Linked DNA regions of Sus scrofa: all the other regions are linked to region 2. The links are chromatin contacts, called in public Hi-C maps. All regions are on one chromosome and are shown on one strand. The core of a region is the stretch at or near the end of the contact, and the rest is flanking DNA. Distances in the headings are between cores, read along the strand shown.

What was found. A called contact is a pair of places that touch in the nucleus more often than the background predicts.
Region 1: a contact with region 2 is called in a Hi-C map of liver, with 2.1 times the contacts expected there. The contact joins the promoter of NFKBIB here to the promoter of PLEKHG2 in region 2. A contact is called at or near these places in 2 of 47 Hi-C or Micro-C datasets (embryonic fibroblasts and liver) and 1 of 2 datasets of contacts at active chromatin or transcription factors (alveolar macrophages).
Region 3: a contact with region 2 is called in a Hi-C map of liver, with 4 times the contacts expected there. The contact joins the promoter of MRPS12 here to the promoter of PLEKHG2 in region 2. A contact is called at or near these places in 1 of 5 promoter capture datasets (liver), 1 of 47 Hi-C or Micro-C datasets (liver) and 1 of 2 datasets of contacts at active chromatin or transcription factors (alveolar macrophages).

What each region holds. Positions count from the first base shown.
Region 1 is chr6:47,702,209-47,704,908 of Sscrofa11.1, forward strand. It overlaps NFKBIB (NF-kappa-B inhibitor beta), which reads left to right and starts at 1,436. Exons shown (of 6, transcript XM_003355897.5): 1 at 1,436-1,711. The coding sequence starts at 1,533. SIRT2 (sirtuin 2) reads right to left here and starts at 1,134. Exons shown (of 17, transcript NM_001114271.1): 1 at 1,077-1,134; 2 at 185-231. The coding sequence starts at 1,092.
Region 2 is chr6:48,068,131-48,070,830 of Sscrofa11.1, forward strand. It overlaps PLEKHG2 (pleckstrin homology domain-containing family G member 2), which reads left to right and starts at 1,402. Exons shown (of 21, transcript XM_021094371.1): 1 at 1,402-2,251. TRNAI-UAU (a tRNA gene) reads right to left here and starts at 1,057; the gene lies at 965-1,057.
Region 3 is chr6:47,727,115-47,729,814 of Sscrofa11.1, forward strand. MRPS12 (a long non-coding RNA gene) reads left to right here and starts at 1,404. Exons shown (of 3, transcript XR_002344649.1): 1 at 1,404-1,491; 2 at 1,784-1,851. SARS2 (serine--tRNA ligase, mitochondrial) reads right to left here and starts at 1,280. Exons shown (of 17, transcript XM_021094351.1): 1 at 916-1,280. The coding sequence starts at 1,182.

The DNA of each region.
Region 1 (2,700 bases), core at 186-2,685, 370 kb before region 2:
CCCTCCTCTGACAGTCCCCAGAATCCACCATTCCCCGGGAGGCTGAACCAGGAGGTGGGGGGAGGGACTGGGGCAGGGAGCTCAGGGCCCTGGGGTTCCCATCTCCCCTCTGCCACCTCCCTCCCAGGATGGGGTGTGGGAAGTCCATCTCTCTCCTTCCCGCCACCCTTCCGCCCCATCTCACCTGAGCCTCTTGCACCTTCCCTGTCTGGGTCTCCACAGGGTCTGAGGCTGGGGGGAGGAGGGGGAGCAGACGTGGTTAAGGTGAAGGGAGTGGTTAAGGGGGAAGGAAGGGCTTCAAATTAGTGGGGCAGAGGGATCAAGAAAACTCACCAACCTGGTCATACCGGGTGGGGTGGGGGTGTAAAATGGAAGTGGAGGAGGGCGGCAATGGGGAAAAGCGGACCTTATCAGTGTGCAGACGGCTGGGAGGAGAGGTTAGCGAGGGACAAAGAGGCCGGGACAGGAAGGTTTAGGCGAGGGAAGAGAAAGTAAAGCACGCCCGGCATGGAGGAAGACTTAGGAGGAGTTAGGAAGGGTGTAGTAGTGTGAGAGTGTGTGTCATTAGGTTTACAAGCAGTGGGAAGCCATAGAAAGGAGAGAAGACATACTCTGCCTGTTGGCAGGTTTGGGAGAAGAGGTGCAGAGTGTGTGTGTGTGTGTGGTGTGTGTGTGTGTGTGTGTCGGGCAGGGTGGGGTTGGTTTCGGAGAAAAAGGAAGCAATAGGAGGGGACCCTGGCATCCTACAGTTGCTACTAACAACCAGGTACCCTTAGCAACCAGGACCGCGGCATCTTAAGTCCCTAGCAACGAGGGTCCTTGGCAACTAAGGTGCGAGAAACATGTGATCATTAGTAACTTGGGGGAAGTGGCAAACGGACCCTTAAAACCTAGCGACCCAGAAAGCCACCAATCTAGCAATATGGATCACTTGGCAACTGCCCCCGGAATCCCATTTTCCCCCCCATGCAACCCCCATCTCCTGCCCCACCAAGCCTGCCCTCGGGCCCCGGGGCCTACGACCCTCAGCTAGGCCCCGGTGCAGCCCTGCCCTCCCACCGGGGTCCCCGACTCACGATCCGGCTCGGCCATGGGCGCGGGGCGGGGGCCCTCGGGACTGTCACCGACTGCTCTGTCCCGTGACGGCACCGGAAACAGGAGGGGGCCGAGACAAGGCAGAGAACTACAACTCCCAGCAGCCATCGCGATCGCATATAATGCTCTGCACCGCGTACGGAGCGCGCCCCCACGCAAAGGCCGGACTACGAGTCCCAGAGGGCTCCACGTCCACAGCCATGCTGGTAAAGGACTCCGGGAAAGTGTGGGAAAAGGTAGAACGCCGTAGTCCACCTGAGTGCTCTGATTGGTCATCATGTGGCATGGGGGCGGGGCGTGTACTACTTAGCCCACCCTGATTGGATGAGTCAGGGGGGCGTGTTGGGGAATTCCCCGCAGGGCGGAAGCTCGAGAATTCCAGGCAGAGCCCAGCGACAGGCGGGCTGCCGCTGGGGGCCCCTGAGGCTTCGGGGGCCATGGCTGGGGTTGCGTGCTTGGGGAAAGCTGCGGACACCGATGAATGGTGCGACAGCGGCTTGGGCTCTCTGGGTCCGGACGCAGCGGCCCCCGGAGGACCAGGCCTAGGCGCGGAGCTGGGTCCGGGACTATCGTGGGCGCCCCTCGTCTTCGGCTACGTCACTGAGGATGGCGACACGTGAGTGAACCTTAGACTGACAAATCGGGCCCCAGGGTCCCACATCTCCAATCCTGACTTCCCAACCTTTCAATCCTAAATCTGTCTTTTGATGCTTGACTTCCTGACCCCAAGACTGGCCTCTGATAAAACCAACTTCTTATCTAATTTTGATCCTAACCCAATAATGTCTGGCCTTCCTTTCTTGAACTGATTCTCAGAGTTATGCGTTCATTGATCAGACCCACATTCAGTGATCGATTCCACATCCAAAACTCGATTTGACCTTCCTGACCCCAGTCCTTAGCCCTCTGTTAGAACTGTAGTTCAGACAGGCTCCTCCTGACCTTTATCCTCCAAATATGATCTTTGGTCCTCAGCGCCTAACTTACATGAGCCTTAGATTTTATTTCGAAATTAATACTTGGCTTTTGACTCCAGGATCCCACCTTCTGAACTCTGATCTTCAAAGCTTACATTCAAAGAGAAAATGGAAACTACATAACAGCAGGAATTCATCTATTAAACAAATAATCCAACACCTTCGACTTTCCAGGAACTGTTTTAGGTGTGGCCTAAAGGCAGGGAGGAAAGCCCAAAAAACATTTGTCTTGTGGAGCATACATTCTAGTGGGGGTATATAGACAGAAGGGCAGATAGACTGACAGGGAGGGAGGAAGGGTAGGAGGAAGAAAAAGGAAAGAAAAGGAGAGAGAAGGAAAGAGAAAAAAAGATACACAGACCTAAAGTAAGAAAGGGAGAGAAAGAAGAAAGGCAGGAAGAAACGAAGACAAAAATTAAAAAAAAAAAGAAAAATAGCATGTCAGACGTTAAGAAGTTCTTTGGAGAAAAATAAAGCAGGGAAGTGAGACAAGTAGATTATCTGGGGAGAACATTGCACATAGAGGGAAAAACAGTTGTAAAGGCCCAATTGAGGGAATGTACCTGGGGTTTTTGAGTATCGTGTTTACCGCTGTATCCCCAGTGACCCAGCAGCCCCTGACCCATAG
Region 2 (2,700 bases), core at 152-2,651:
ACCGGCTTACCCAGTCTGGCTCTCATCTTTGGTCCCTTTTGCTAGCTTCTACCGATACGTCTGACACGCTTCAGCCACTGGGCCTTTGCACAGGCTGTTCCTCTGCCTGGACTACTCCCCAGGTGTCCCAATAGCTCACTCCCCTCCTTCAGGTCTCTGCCCAAATGTGTCCTTAGTGAGATGGTCCCTGACTGCTATTGTTGCAACCCGCATCCTTCCTATGTTGCTCTACTTTTTCCATTACGTTTGTTGTTTATAACCACTTAACATATAAAATGGACTTAGATCTTTATAGCAATCTGCCTCCCCCACTAGAAAGTCAAATACTGGGGCAGAGACTTTGACTTTGTCTTGTTCACTGCTCTTATCACTCACACCTAAACTCTAAACAGAGACCAGACATACAAGGGTCACAAATTTCAGAATTTGTTAAAGTAAAAATAATAAATCGATTCGAAATGAGGAGGGACAGAGAAAACTCCAAGATACACATATACAAAATAGTACCTATGTGAGGTAATTGATGTTAACGGTTCTGGTAATTATTTCATACTTTATACACTATCTCAGGTTGTTATTTTGTACACCTTGGACTAATACAATGATATGCGGCGATTATATCTCGACAAAACTGGAGGGAAGAAATTCAAGACAGAGACAGATGGAGGAGAGAGTGTCACATACAGAGTTTGCAGAGGACACAAAAGTCTGGCATGTGCAGAAGTCTTGAACTGAGATTTGCAGACCCAGGCATCTAAGAGGCGATGCCACCCCCTGGTGACGATGAAGAGAACGGCACCTCCCACAATACAAAACACTCCCTTAGCGACCATCGTCAGAGTCCCAGGAGTCTTTCCAGTTTGAAAATTGCAAAGATCGAAACGTTCATTCCTCTAAGTGATGTAGGTGTTCGGCTCGATCAATAAGACATATAAATCTCTAAAATACTGATATGAAGAAAAGTTGCTCCAGGTGAGGATCGAACTCACAACCTCGGCATTGCTCCGCTTGCACTGCTATATAAGTACCGCGCGCTAACCGATTGCGCCACTGGAGCTTCGGCCGCACCCTCGCGTCCCGGGGTCCTTCAGTCGTTCTTGACCACGTGACCTCACTGGCTAGCTCCGCCTCATCTTTGCATATACAAATAGGAACCTTTGGGTTGGCCAATAGGAGAAAGCGCGTTACCAGTTCCGGATTCTCACGCCTCAAAGGCTCTTGCTGTAAAAGGGAAAAGTCTGAAAGGCGTTTGGAATGTGGGGGTGTAGCCTGCCTGGGACTCGCCTTCTTATGAATATTCAGAGCCTGGGGAGGAAGGGTCTTAACCCTTAGCTGGCTGGCCAGCCGGAAGGCGGCCCCTCCCCCTGCGGGCGGGAACAGGATATGAGCCCGGGCGGCTGGGGGGAGGGGAGGCCTCGGGCGACCGCCCCCTGCCCCACAGCTGAGACCGGACTATCCAGCCCTAGATGTGGCGCCGCCACCGTCCGAGACCCGTGCCACCCATCCTGGAGCCTGAGGGGTCCAGAGTCGCAGACTCCAACAGCCCGAAACTCTGCACCGCATCCCGAGAGACCCCCGAAGCCCAGGCCCCACCCAGCGTCCAAGCTTGAGGACCCCAGACATCCAGGTGCCCAGCGCCCCCTCCTGGAGAAGCCAGGAGTCCCCTTCAGCCCCGCGCGACCCTGTAGGCCCAGCTTCCTGCACTCAGTTTCGAAGAACTTAGGATCCCAGACCGGAGTTTCCCTCTAGAGTTTCCCAGAAAGCTAAGTCCAAGACTCCCCGGGTTGGAGGAACTTGGGATACGGACTCCTAGTGTCCTACCCAGCCTGTTTAGAGCTGAAGCGCCCACTACTTCAAGGGAAAGGGACCCTGGAATTTGGGGTTCCCTGCACTCCTGCCTAGAGATGGTTTAATTCCTGCTCTTAGAGTTAGGGGAACTCAGGAATACGGACTCCCCCCCAACCCACGAACCCATCTAGAAGGCTCAGGAATTTGGGTTCCCAGCACTACAATTTGAGATTCAAGAGTCGAGGCTCCCAGCATCTTCTGCTTAGAGGACCAAAGAAATTCGGACCACTACACCCCATTTTCGGAGAGATCCCGGAGTTTGTTCTCGGAACCTGAGAGCACGAAGTTCACACCTCGGACTTGCTGAGACGCGGGAGCCCCGGTTCTGCTCCTCCTCGGAGACCGTGCGAGGGTCGAATAGCAACCGGGCTGCCTTGCTCTGGGGCTGGAGACTCCCCGGGAGGTGAGGGGGAAGGCGAGGGGCCCCGACGGGCTGGGGGAGGGGGCGGCGCCGCTGCCGCTGAACAATGAGGGGGCGTGCCGGCGGGGGGCGAGCGGAGGCGCCAGCGGGAGTTGGGGGCTAGAGGGGTGTAGGGAGGCGCTGCGGGGGAGCTGCGGCGGTGGAGACAGTGAGCGGATCGCGCAGGGACCGGCCAGAGGGGGTCGAGGACTCGGGGCCAACCGCCCCAACTCGCAGCCCGCCCCAACTCGCAGCCCTCGGCGGGGGAGGGAGCCGTCTGCAGGACCCTGGCATCCGGTTCCCCAGCCTGCTCCGCCCTCCCCTGGGACCCCGCGGCCTCCCGCCCACGGCTTTTTCCCAGCCCTGCCCCTCGCCCTCGGCTGAAGCCGGAGCCCTAACGTTCCCAGGATCCTTGAGCCCCTGGCCCCAGACACACCAGACTCATAGCTTGG
Region 3 (2,700 bases), core at 154-2,653, 340 kb before region 2:
ACTCCCCTTATATATATTTTAAATTAACTTCTCTGATAGAGTTTTCTGCTGGCCTAGTGGTTAAGCATTTGGCATTTATCACTGCTATGGCCCAGGTTCGATCCCTAGGAACTTGTGCATGCCTCCAGGGCAGCCAAAAAAAGTAACTTCTCTGAGCCTTAACTTCCTCACTGATAAAGTAGGGGAAATAGCTGTACCTACCTCACAGGATTGTTGTGAAACTTAAATGAGACTAATCTGTATAAAGCACTTAAAATAGGATGGCTGGGGAGGAGCTCCAAGAGATGGCTGGGAGGATTCCGAGTTCCCATCATCCTTAGCGCCCCAACAGGGTCTAGAAATATGGTGACACCGGTTCTAGTTCCCCAGCATGTAGTATTATATAGGTGCTAGCTTTGCGATTATTATCATTCGCTGTCTTATTCTCAACACCTGGAACTTAAGGTAGGCGCTCCCTAAATATCTTTCAAAGGATTAAATAACACTATTTAACTGCCTGATACTCGTGGGTAGGTGCAAACTCTACTTTTCAATCTCCAAAGGCAAGAGGCTCCCCTCACCTCTGATTCACATCTTTGTCCGGCATTTCCCTCTGTGGCCTTAGGGTAAGCCTGGTTCGACGTCGGAGCACATTGGCAGACAGTAGTAAGTTCTTAGTGCAGAGTGGGTACTCAACAAGCCATATGGAACAGGAGCATCATGGATATCTAGACTGTAGGGCCTTGGCACTCCACGGATAACTGGCACGTACGTGAGTGCCAAACACGTTTGCTAAACTTGGGAAGAAACTAAAATCCTGCGATAAGACCGCCCCCTCCTGGAGAATATCTGGCACGCCCACTTCGTCCCTAGAGCGAACAGCCAATAAGCAAAGCGGCCAGGCCTGGCAATGCCGGCCAGCGCAAGCGCACTCACGATCGCCGGCAGGTCGTCAGATCGCAGCTCCCCCTTGCGGAGATCCAAGGTGCGCGCCGCCTCTTCCGGGTATGCGCACAGCGGCTCCATGTCCAGCTGAGGGAGCGCGCTGTAGCCTTCACGTGCGTGCTCGTACAGGAGGTTCCTGTCTCGCCTCTCCGTAGCGAAGCTTCTCCTTGGGCTCTGGTTGCAGGCATAGCCTCCCCGGAGCCGCAGGCCCCGACTAGCCACCAGAGGCCACAAACGCCGCACCATGGACGCAGCCATCTTGGAAGGGGGACAAAAAGTCGCGCACTCTTCATCCCGCCCACTACGCGTTTAGACCAATTGTAAAGCAGCTCTTCTCCGGGACTAGCCAATCAAACTTTGGAAGGAGTGAGCCCCTCCCATGCCTCAAAAAACACTGTTCTGGGAGAACAGTTGGCCGAGATTGACATTATCGTTGCCCAATCGTCATCTGTTCCCCGCCCCTTCAGTGTACCGGGAAGGGCAGAGCCAGCCAATCCCTGCCGGGATAATTCCATTCAGTTAGAGGTCAGATTTGGCGTGTCGGCGGACCGGGCTAGTGTCGGAAAGGTAGACGGGATTCTCGGGTCCTCGAAACCTCCCCGGGTCTCCCCTCAGTTTCCCTTTTCCTCTTGTATGTGAGCAGGGGCGGTTGAATCCCCGAGAGGCTATTCAGAGCAAGACTAAATTTACGGAGGGACTTTCTCTGTTAGCGGCTTTAGGAGTTGTGGTTATACAGTCGGAGGAAATCCCTTAGATTTAAACGGAAGAGTCCGAGAGCGGGATGGGGAGATTTGGCCCTTCCCCGATCACGGACACTTTCCCCTCCTTCTCTATCTGAATCTCTCATCCCCTAAAACAGGGACCCTTCAGGCGGCGGGATGTCCTGGTCCGGCCTTCTCCGTGGCCTCGGCACGTCCCTAAACTGTGGTAAGTAGGGGACTAGGGCTGCAGAGCCGAGGCTAGGTGAGGGTTATCCCCCCTGGGACTTGCATCCTCTGCCGAGGGAATCAAGGTTTTAAATCAGGGAGGATACACGATGGCTTTTGGCGGAGCTGGTGTTGCAAGGGAAGGGGGTGGGAAGTAGTTGCATTGAGGGCTACTATGGGTCAGGGGGGTGTCAGGAGTTTGGGTCGGTTATTTTTTTCAGCAAATAATATTAAATATTTCCCTTGGGTGAGACGTCCAAGCAAAGTGTTGAAGTTGTTCATTCAACTGGTATTTTCCAAGAGCCTAGTACATGCCGGGCACTGAGAGGGAAGCTTTATTATGAACCTGTTTCTTCCACAAATACCAAATGTTTCTCACAGGTCATGCTCTTTGTGAGATATTCCACCTGCGTATTCACTCTTCAAACCTTTGTTAAGCTCCTTCTTTCTTTCCTTTTTTTTTTTTTTTTTTTTATGCCCAAATATGGAATTTTCCAGGCTAGGGGTTGAATCGAGCTGTAGCTGCCAGCCTACACCACAGCCACAGCAACATGGGATCTGAGCCACATCTGCGACCTACACCACAGCTCACTGCAACGCAAGATCCTTAACCCACTGAGTGAGGCCAGGGATCGAACCTGCATCCTCATGGATACTAATTGGGTTCGTTTCCACTGGGCCACAACAGGAACTCCCTGTTAAGCTCTTTTTTGACATTGACTAGGGATCACAGGGCTGAACAAGACAGATCTCTGCCCTGCTTGGGGAATCTGGGCTAGGTTGACGTGCGGATCACACAGTGCTTAGGAGGCAGGAGGAGCTCTAATGATGGTGCCTACCCTACAGATGA